Regions from separate parts of the Mus musculus genome. Here region 1 is linked to region 2. A link is a contact called in public Hi-C data. All regions are on one chromosome and are shown on one strand. The core of a region is the stretch at or near the end of the contact, and the rest is flanking DNA. Distances in the headings are between cores, read along the strand shown.

The links. A called contact is a pair of places that touch in the nucleus more often than the background predicts.
Region 1: a contact with region 2 is called in a Hi-C map of the AML12 cell line, with 2.0 times the contacts expected there. The contact joins two enhancer-like sites. A contact is called at or near these places in 1 of 15 datasets of contacts at CTCF or cohesin (the NIH/3T3 cell line), 11 of 484 Hi-C or Micro-C datasets (3T3-L1-derived adipocytes, the AML12 cell line, ECoMG-derived neutrophils and 8 more), 2 of 115 datasets of contacts at active chromatin or transcription factors (embryonic stem cells and pancreatic cancer cells) and 3 of 9 other capture datasets (adipose tissue, liver and pancreatic islet).

The regions. Positions count from the first base shown.
Region 1 is chr2:144,439,486-144,442,975 of GRCm38.p6, forward strand. No RefSeq gene overlaps it. Among named protein-coding and RNA genes, the nearest start is that of Gm46768, 21 kb to the left of the region's middle. Within about 2 kb of position 2,021, at least 99 of the 459 cell types and tissues checked have an H3K27ac peak or open chromatin away from gene starts, as enhancers often do. A contact at or near this core is called in the AML12 cell line, where this site is marked.
Region 2 is chr2:144,387,143-144,390,450 of GRCm38.p6, forward strand. Kat14 (lysine acetyltransferase 14) reads left to right here. Exons shown (of 11, transcript NM_181417.3): 5 at 2,033-2,214. Among named protein-coding and RNA genes, the nearest start is that of Kat14, 20 kb to the left of the region's middle. Within about 2 kb of position 1,474, at least 19 of the 459 cell types and tissues checked have an H3K27ac peak or open chromatin away from gene starts, as enhancers often do. A contact at or near this core is called in the AML12 cell line, where this site is marked.

The sequences.
Region 1 (3,490 bases), core at 771-3,270, 53 kb after region 2:
AGGTTTCTAGGTGGTTGTACCAGTCTCATCCCTGCCTGGAGCTAAGCCTGTATTTCATAACTGAGCAACGGCAGTGTTTCAGTCACTCAGATGAGGTCCAGGGCCTTGGAGCAATTTGAACTATTTTTAGTTTCAACAAAGATTCAAAAGAAGAAATGTCACCTAGGGACTAGAATTTACTTTTATTTGGCTTATAACAAAAGAGAGAAATAAAATTGGTCACCTGAAGCCCCAGGGGAGAGTGAAAGCAATACTCTTGAATACCTTCTTCCAAAAAAAATTTTTTTTAAATTATTTTATTATTTTATGTGCATGAAGATTTTGCTTGCATGTATGTAAACCGCATATGTGCCTGGTGCCCTCAAAGGTGAGAAGAAGGTGACAGATCCCTTGGAACTAGAGTTATGGACTGTTGTGAGCTGCCATGTAGGTGCTGAGCAGGTGCTGAGAATTGAACCCAGGCCTCTGGAAGAGCAGCTAGTGTTCTTAACACCGAGTCATCTCTCCAGACCTTCTGATTATTTTCTCACTGTGCTAAGTTATAATTCATTAACAGATGCCCATTAGGGCATAGGGCTGTACAGGAAGCCCCAGGGTGCAGGCCTGTCTGCCCTGCCAGCTACTGGGCATCCCAGGGCAGAGATCTTGTCCTTGCCTGCCTGGGTCCTCATTTGACACAAAGGGTATGATTTTAGGAGTAGTGGCTTCCTAGTGTTGCTGTGGGACTGAATGGTTGTGTGTGTGTGACTTGGTTGTGTATAGTGTTCCACAGATGCTCAATAAATATCAACTTCTTTCATCCTGATGGTTTTTTGTTTCTTGTTTTAAAATGAAGTGTGATGGTGCATACCTTGGGAGGAAAGGGCAGGTGGATATCTGTGAGTTCAAGACCAACTTGGTCTATGTAGCAAGTTCCAGGCTAGCCAGAGCTACCCCTACCACCACTACCATCACCCACACACACATACACACACACACACACTACCCATACTCCAATAAAAGAATAAAGAAAAGGAAGATCAATAGTTTAGAACGCAACTTGTGGGCTGGAGAGATGGCTCAGCGGTTAAAAGCACTGACTGCTCTTCCAGAGGTCCTGAGTTCAATTCCCAACAACCACATGGTGGCTCACAACCATCTGTAGTGGGATCCAATGCCCTCTTCTGGTGTGTCTGAAGACAGCTACAGTGTACTCATATACATGAAAAAGTGAATAACTAATTCTTAAAAAAAAAAACAAACCTGACTTGTAGCAAGTATATACGAACACTTGGTATGAGTCTCTACACTCATCTCCCCTTGCAGGCACCAGTTCCTAGATGGACACCCATGAGACCAAGACACCAACAAGGTTTATTAGTCAGGCTCATGTTTAAGATTGTAGCTGTCCGGGGCTGGAGAGATGGCTCAGTGGTTAAGAGCACTGACTGCTCTTCTGAAGGTCCTGAGTTCAAATCTCAGCAACCACATGGTGGCTCACAACCATCCTTAACAAGTGTCTGAAGACAGCTACAGTGCACTTACATTAAATAAATAAATAAATAAATCTTAAAAAAAAACCAACAACAAGATTGTAGCTGTCTTTTACATATGCCTACACAGCACACCGGGTTACTGAGGTAGAGCAGACATAAGGACCAGCAAGACCTTAGGGCAGTAGGAAGGATTTTTCATAACCACTGGGGCCCTGAGAGGATTTCTTGCCTAGCAGAGGTGGAAAATGACCTCGAGAGGCCAGCAACTGTGCAAGTCTGAAGACCAGACTTCAAATCCCTTGCACCCTTAGGTATCTGCTCCCAGGCGGAGACTGGGGGATTCTGTGGGTACAGCCAAGGGGGAGGCCTTGAAGGTTCTGCTCAGCTTCTCAGGCAGGCGAGGTCTCCTGTTTGTCTCCCAAGGCTTGGTGTCTTCATCCACACTTCCTGGTTAACTGTGACAAACCGTGGGAGAGCCCTGGGCCCACCCGCTTCTCCCTGAAGGTGTTGCTAAGGGCTTAGTCATCAGAGGAGCCTTGGCCCATTTGCGCAATTACTGCAACTAAGAATGGTTTCACCCTTCCTCTGACTCTGTCACCTCTGGAAGCCACAGTAAACAGTTCTCGATCAGAGCTCAGCGCCAGAAACGTGGGCGGCGCCCTGCAAGGGGCACGGGACCACAGCTGCAAAAGAGCCTGGCACGGCTCAAGCCTTCGCTGCTTTCATGCCCAGATTCTTGGCTGGCTCTCTCAGCTTTACAGGGAAAGGCTCCTTTCTGTTAATTTGCTTGGCAAATATTTTTTGGCTGGTGTTCAGAGATGATTATGAGAAGTGTGTGGAGAGGCCAGATGTGGTCCCTAGAGTGGTAGTGGAAGATTCCAGAAGGCCTCAGGGTTGGGCAGAAGGTGTGCAGGGTTGGGTTGGGTGAGTCCTGGCCTGAAGACCTGGTAGCTGAGACAAACTGAGTGAGGGTGGAGACACAAAAACGTGCCCCTCACCCTGACCCCCAGGTCAGGCAGCAGGCCGTAGGCCGAAGGCCGCAGGCAGTACTTCTGAGAACGGATAGGAGCACTCGGGTATCTGGTGGACATGCCCTGCTCTCCCTGCAAACTGTCGCGAAGCCATCAATTGGCAATTGTAAGAGCTCCAAAAATCTCATGTCAACAGCTTATTGGAAGCACACCTAAACCGTAGTACAGACCTGATGAAAGAATCACAACTGATTATCAGCAAAATGCAAATCAAAACCGTGGGGACGGCAACTATCAAAACAAAACAGACAGAAAATAACTGGTGCCAGGAGGAGGGAGAGAAACGGGAGCCCGTGTGTGCTCAGTGAGAATGTAAACCATACAGCAGCTATGGAAAACAGTGCCACTGTTCATAACGAAACAAAGGGTAACATCACGGGGGCCCAACCGTTCTACTCTTGGACCCATACTCAATAAAAAGAGAGATTTGAAGTGTTATTTGTATATGCATTTTTTTTGTTTTATTTTTAATTTGTGTTTGTTTAGATTCCCACAGAGACCAGAAGAGGGGGTCAGATCCTTTGTGCGTGTGTGTGCGTGTGTGTGCATGTGCGTGTGTGTGTGTGTGTGTGTGTGTGTGTGTGTGTGTGTGTGTGTTTGTTTTGAGGGGGTGTTTGTTCACAATGGAATATTATTCAGCCTTTAAAAGGAAGGGAATTCCAGCATACGCTGTAGCTTGAGGACATTATGTTAAGTGAAATAAGCCAGACACAAAAGGACAAATAACACACAATTCTATTTATTTAAACAAGGCCTCTAAAGTTCTCAAGCTCATAAAGACAGTAAGTAGACAGCAGTTGCTAGCTGTTGGGGGGCGTGTAGGAGAGTATTGGTATTAGAGTTTCAAATTGGGCAGATGAACGTTCTAGAATCAGGAACAACAATTAATGTATTTAACCCTGAACTATACAGATAAAAATGGCAACCCGTCACTTCTATATTAATGAACCTTACAGCAATAACAGACATATAAGAAGGAAAAAC
Region 2 (3,308 bases), core at 224-2,723:
TGTCATTGGAAACTACTAAACACTTGTAAAAAATTAACATGAAAAGGCAAACACCTTAATATTCTAAAACTACATTTTAAAGATTTGTTTACTTATTTTATGTATGTGAGTACACTGTAGCAGTACAGATGGTTGTGAGCCTTCATGTGGTTGCTGGGAATTAACTTAAGACCTCTGCTGGCTCCAGCCCCTGCTCGCTTCAGCCCAAAAATGTATTTATTATTATATGTGTACACTGTAGCTGTCTTCAGACACACCAGAAGAGGGCGTCAGATCTCATTATGGATGGTTGTGAGCCATCATGTGGCTGCAGGGATTTGAACTCAGGATCTTCAGAAGAGCAGTCAGTGCTCTTAACCGCTGAGCCATCTCTCCAGCCCCCTAAAATTAATTTTTTTTTTTTTTTGGTTTTTCGAGACAGGGTTTCTCTGTATAGCCCTGGCTGTCCTGGAACTCACTTTGTAGACCAGGCTGGCCTTGAACTCAGAAATCTGCCTGCCTCTGCCTCCCGAGTACTGGAACTAAAGGTGTGCGCCACCACGCCCGGCTTAAAAATAATTTTTATCTTACATGCTCAGAGAGGCTTGAGCACCAGGTGTCTTTGGACCTTTCATTAAGAATTACTGGTGTTAGGGCTGAGGGAAGGGTGGTGAAGAGAAAGCAAGGACAGTTTCTCTCATCGTCTTAGCTCTGAGTGAGTGCGATAGGTTGGAAAGGTTAAAAAAATGAGGATGAAGGAGAGGTGCTCGGAGCCCAGAGGTGGCCTGGGAGGAAGATAGAGCTGCTTTGCCAGCTTCCTGTCACTGTAACGGGTTACCTGCTGCAGGGTCCTTATGAAGGAAAGAACTTCAGCACTGTCACGGGCTAACTCATGAAAGAAAGAGGGTCCTTTTGCCTGTTCAGTCCTGTGATCAGGCGACACTTTGGCTGAGCCTCTGATAGTCTATCTTGGTGTCAGTATGTGTCAAAACAAGCTGTCATTTTTAGAGCCAGGAACAGAGAGACAGGGAAGGACTGAGGGAGAGACTAAGGGAGCAAGCCCAATGGCTTAAGGACCTCCCATAAGACACACTTCTTAAATGTCCACACCCCCAGCAGCCCCACTCTGAGATCAAGCCTTTGCATATGGATTGGAGACTCTCCCAAAGTGTAGCTCTTGCTGCTAAAGGTTTTCTCTTCCTTTTCTAGTACATGTTTGAAGCTTTTTTTTTTTTTTTTTTTTTTTTGGCAAAAGATTGTACTCCTTCTGTAAAAGTTCATTTCTGAGAATTTCTGGTAATTGATTTATATCTGTAACATAGAAATTGTGGCCATTAAAGTAATTTTTAGTGGATGAATAGTTGGCCTTCAGCCTCTCTGTCTTTACTTCGTTATATCTGCTGTCTTTGAAGCATGCCTAGGAACCACTCTGGTATGTCAGGCAGGGCACAGTGAATCAGACAGAGATGTGTTCTCTGGGTGCAACAGCTATTCACTAGGACTAATGATTAACTGTGCCATCAATGCCCAGGCTCATAGTCAACAAAGCAAGCCAGCTTTTCCCCCTGTGATGATTGATTGATGAAGTGGTTGCTTTTAGTCTGTTTGTTTTGTTGTCTTTTGAGACAGGATCTCTCGTGTAGTCCCGGGTGTCCTGAAACTCTGACTTGTAGAACAGAATGACCTTGAACTCAGAGATATTCCTGCCTCTGCCTCTGCAAGTGCTGAGATTAAATGCGAGTGCCTTTGCATCTGGCTGTGATAAGTGTTTTATGTTTGAATTACTTCATTTGATCTCTTAGCCACCCAATAAGGTAATTCTGTTATCCTGGTTTCTCAGAGGAAGAAACTACCACAGCTGGAAGGTGACACAGCAAGGATGTAAAGGCAGGCAGATCCCACCCCTGGCTCTGGGCTGCTGTGCTCTATTTCTTCCCCCAGTGCAGGCTGTACAGCAGCTGGCAGCCAGGAATCAGTGAGTTTATGTCGAATGTACTTTCTCTGCTGTGATCAAATGGAAGTATCTATAGCGTTGAAATTCTCTGCGCTTTAGGAAAAAGACGTCGACGTGGTGGAGCACAGTAGCAGGCTGCCTCAGCGTGGGAAGCCCTGTTTATTTCCGGTCAGGTGCTCAGGAGTTTGGAGAGCCCGGATGGTGGAAACTTGTTCATAACAGACCCCCAACCATGAGGCCGGAGGGAGAGAAGCTGGCTGCCTCCACCTTGAAAGTGAAAGGTAAATTGTGAGAAGTCCCAGCCTGGGCCCGAGACTCCCCAGCGCCCACTTGCTGCCTCTGGGGCTGTGAGCAGGACAGTTTCACAGGCTCAGGGGTTGAATACTATAGAAAACATACTGTCATTTCCTAAGGAAGTCACTCGTTTTGTCATCTCCTTTGGTGGCCTCCCCACCCTCTGTTCTTTCTGTTTGCCTGTCTTCATATGGTCTCTAGTCAAAGCTGTCCTGGGACTCACTTGTAGCACATGCTGGCCTTAGCTTTGAACCATCCTCCTGCCTCTGCCTCCCAAGGGTTGGGATTACCAGCATAAACCATTGCGTGAAACAGAAGGTTGTTTTCAGCCTGATCGCCTTTAAGCTTTTTATTGTAGAAATGGAAGCCCACTTGAAGGAGTAGAGAAGAGTGTGAGAGCCGGTCCTCCCTCACCTCAGCAGTGGTCACTCCAGTGTTGCCAGTGATCCGGTTCTCTAGTCCGACTCTCCGCTCATCTGCATCTTTGACTTGTTTAGAAACATTTTATCCTTAAATAGTTCAGTCTGTGTCTCTAGGATGTTCTTTCTCTTTATAGGATGACTGTGATGCCATTTTGTTTAAATAGCATTTTAACTCCTTATTATCACATGTTGATTTTTATTTTTTTAATCTAGAAAACTTTGATTTTTTGAGACATGGTTTCTTTGTGTAGCCTTGGGTGTCCTGAATCTAGCTCTGTAGACCAGGCTAGCCTCACCCCATAGAAATCTGCCTGCCTCTGCCTCCTAAGTGCTGGGATTAAAGGCGTGGGTCACCACCATCCAGCTAAACAACTTTTGAAAGCCTGCCTGCCATCTCAGTACTCTGGAGGTAGAGACAGGTAGATCTCTGTGAGTTCAGGTCAGCCTGATAGTGAGTTCCAGGCAGCCAGGGCTATCCCGTGAGATCCAACACACACACACACACACACACACACACACACACGAAGCATAACTAGGTATATTGGCACACATAAGCCAGCACTAGAGAAGCTTGAGGGCATAATGATTATGAATTCCTGGCCAATCTAAGCTACTGTTTCAAAATAAAACGAGTAAAAAGCAGAAATATACTATTACAC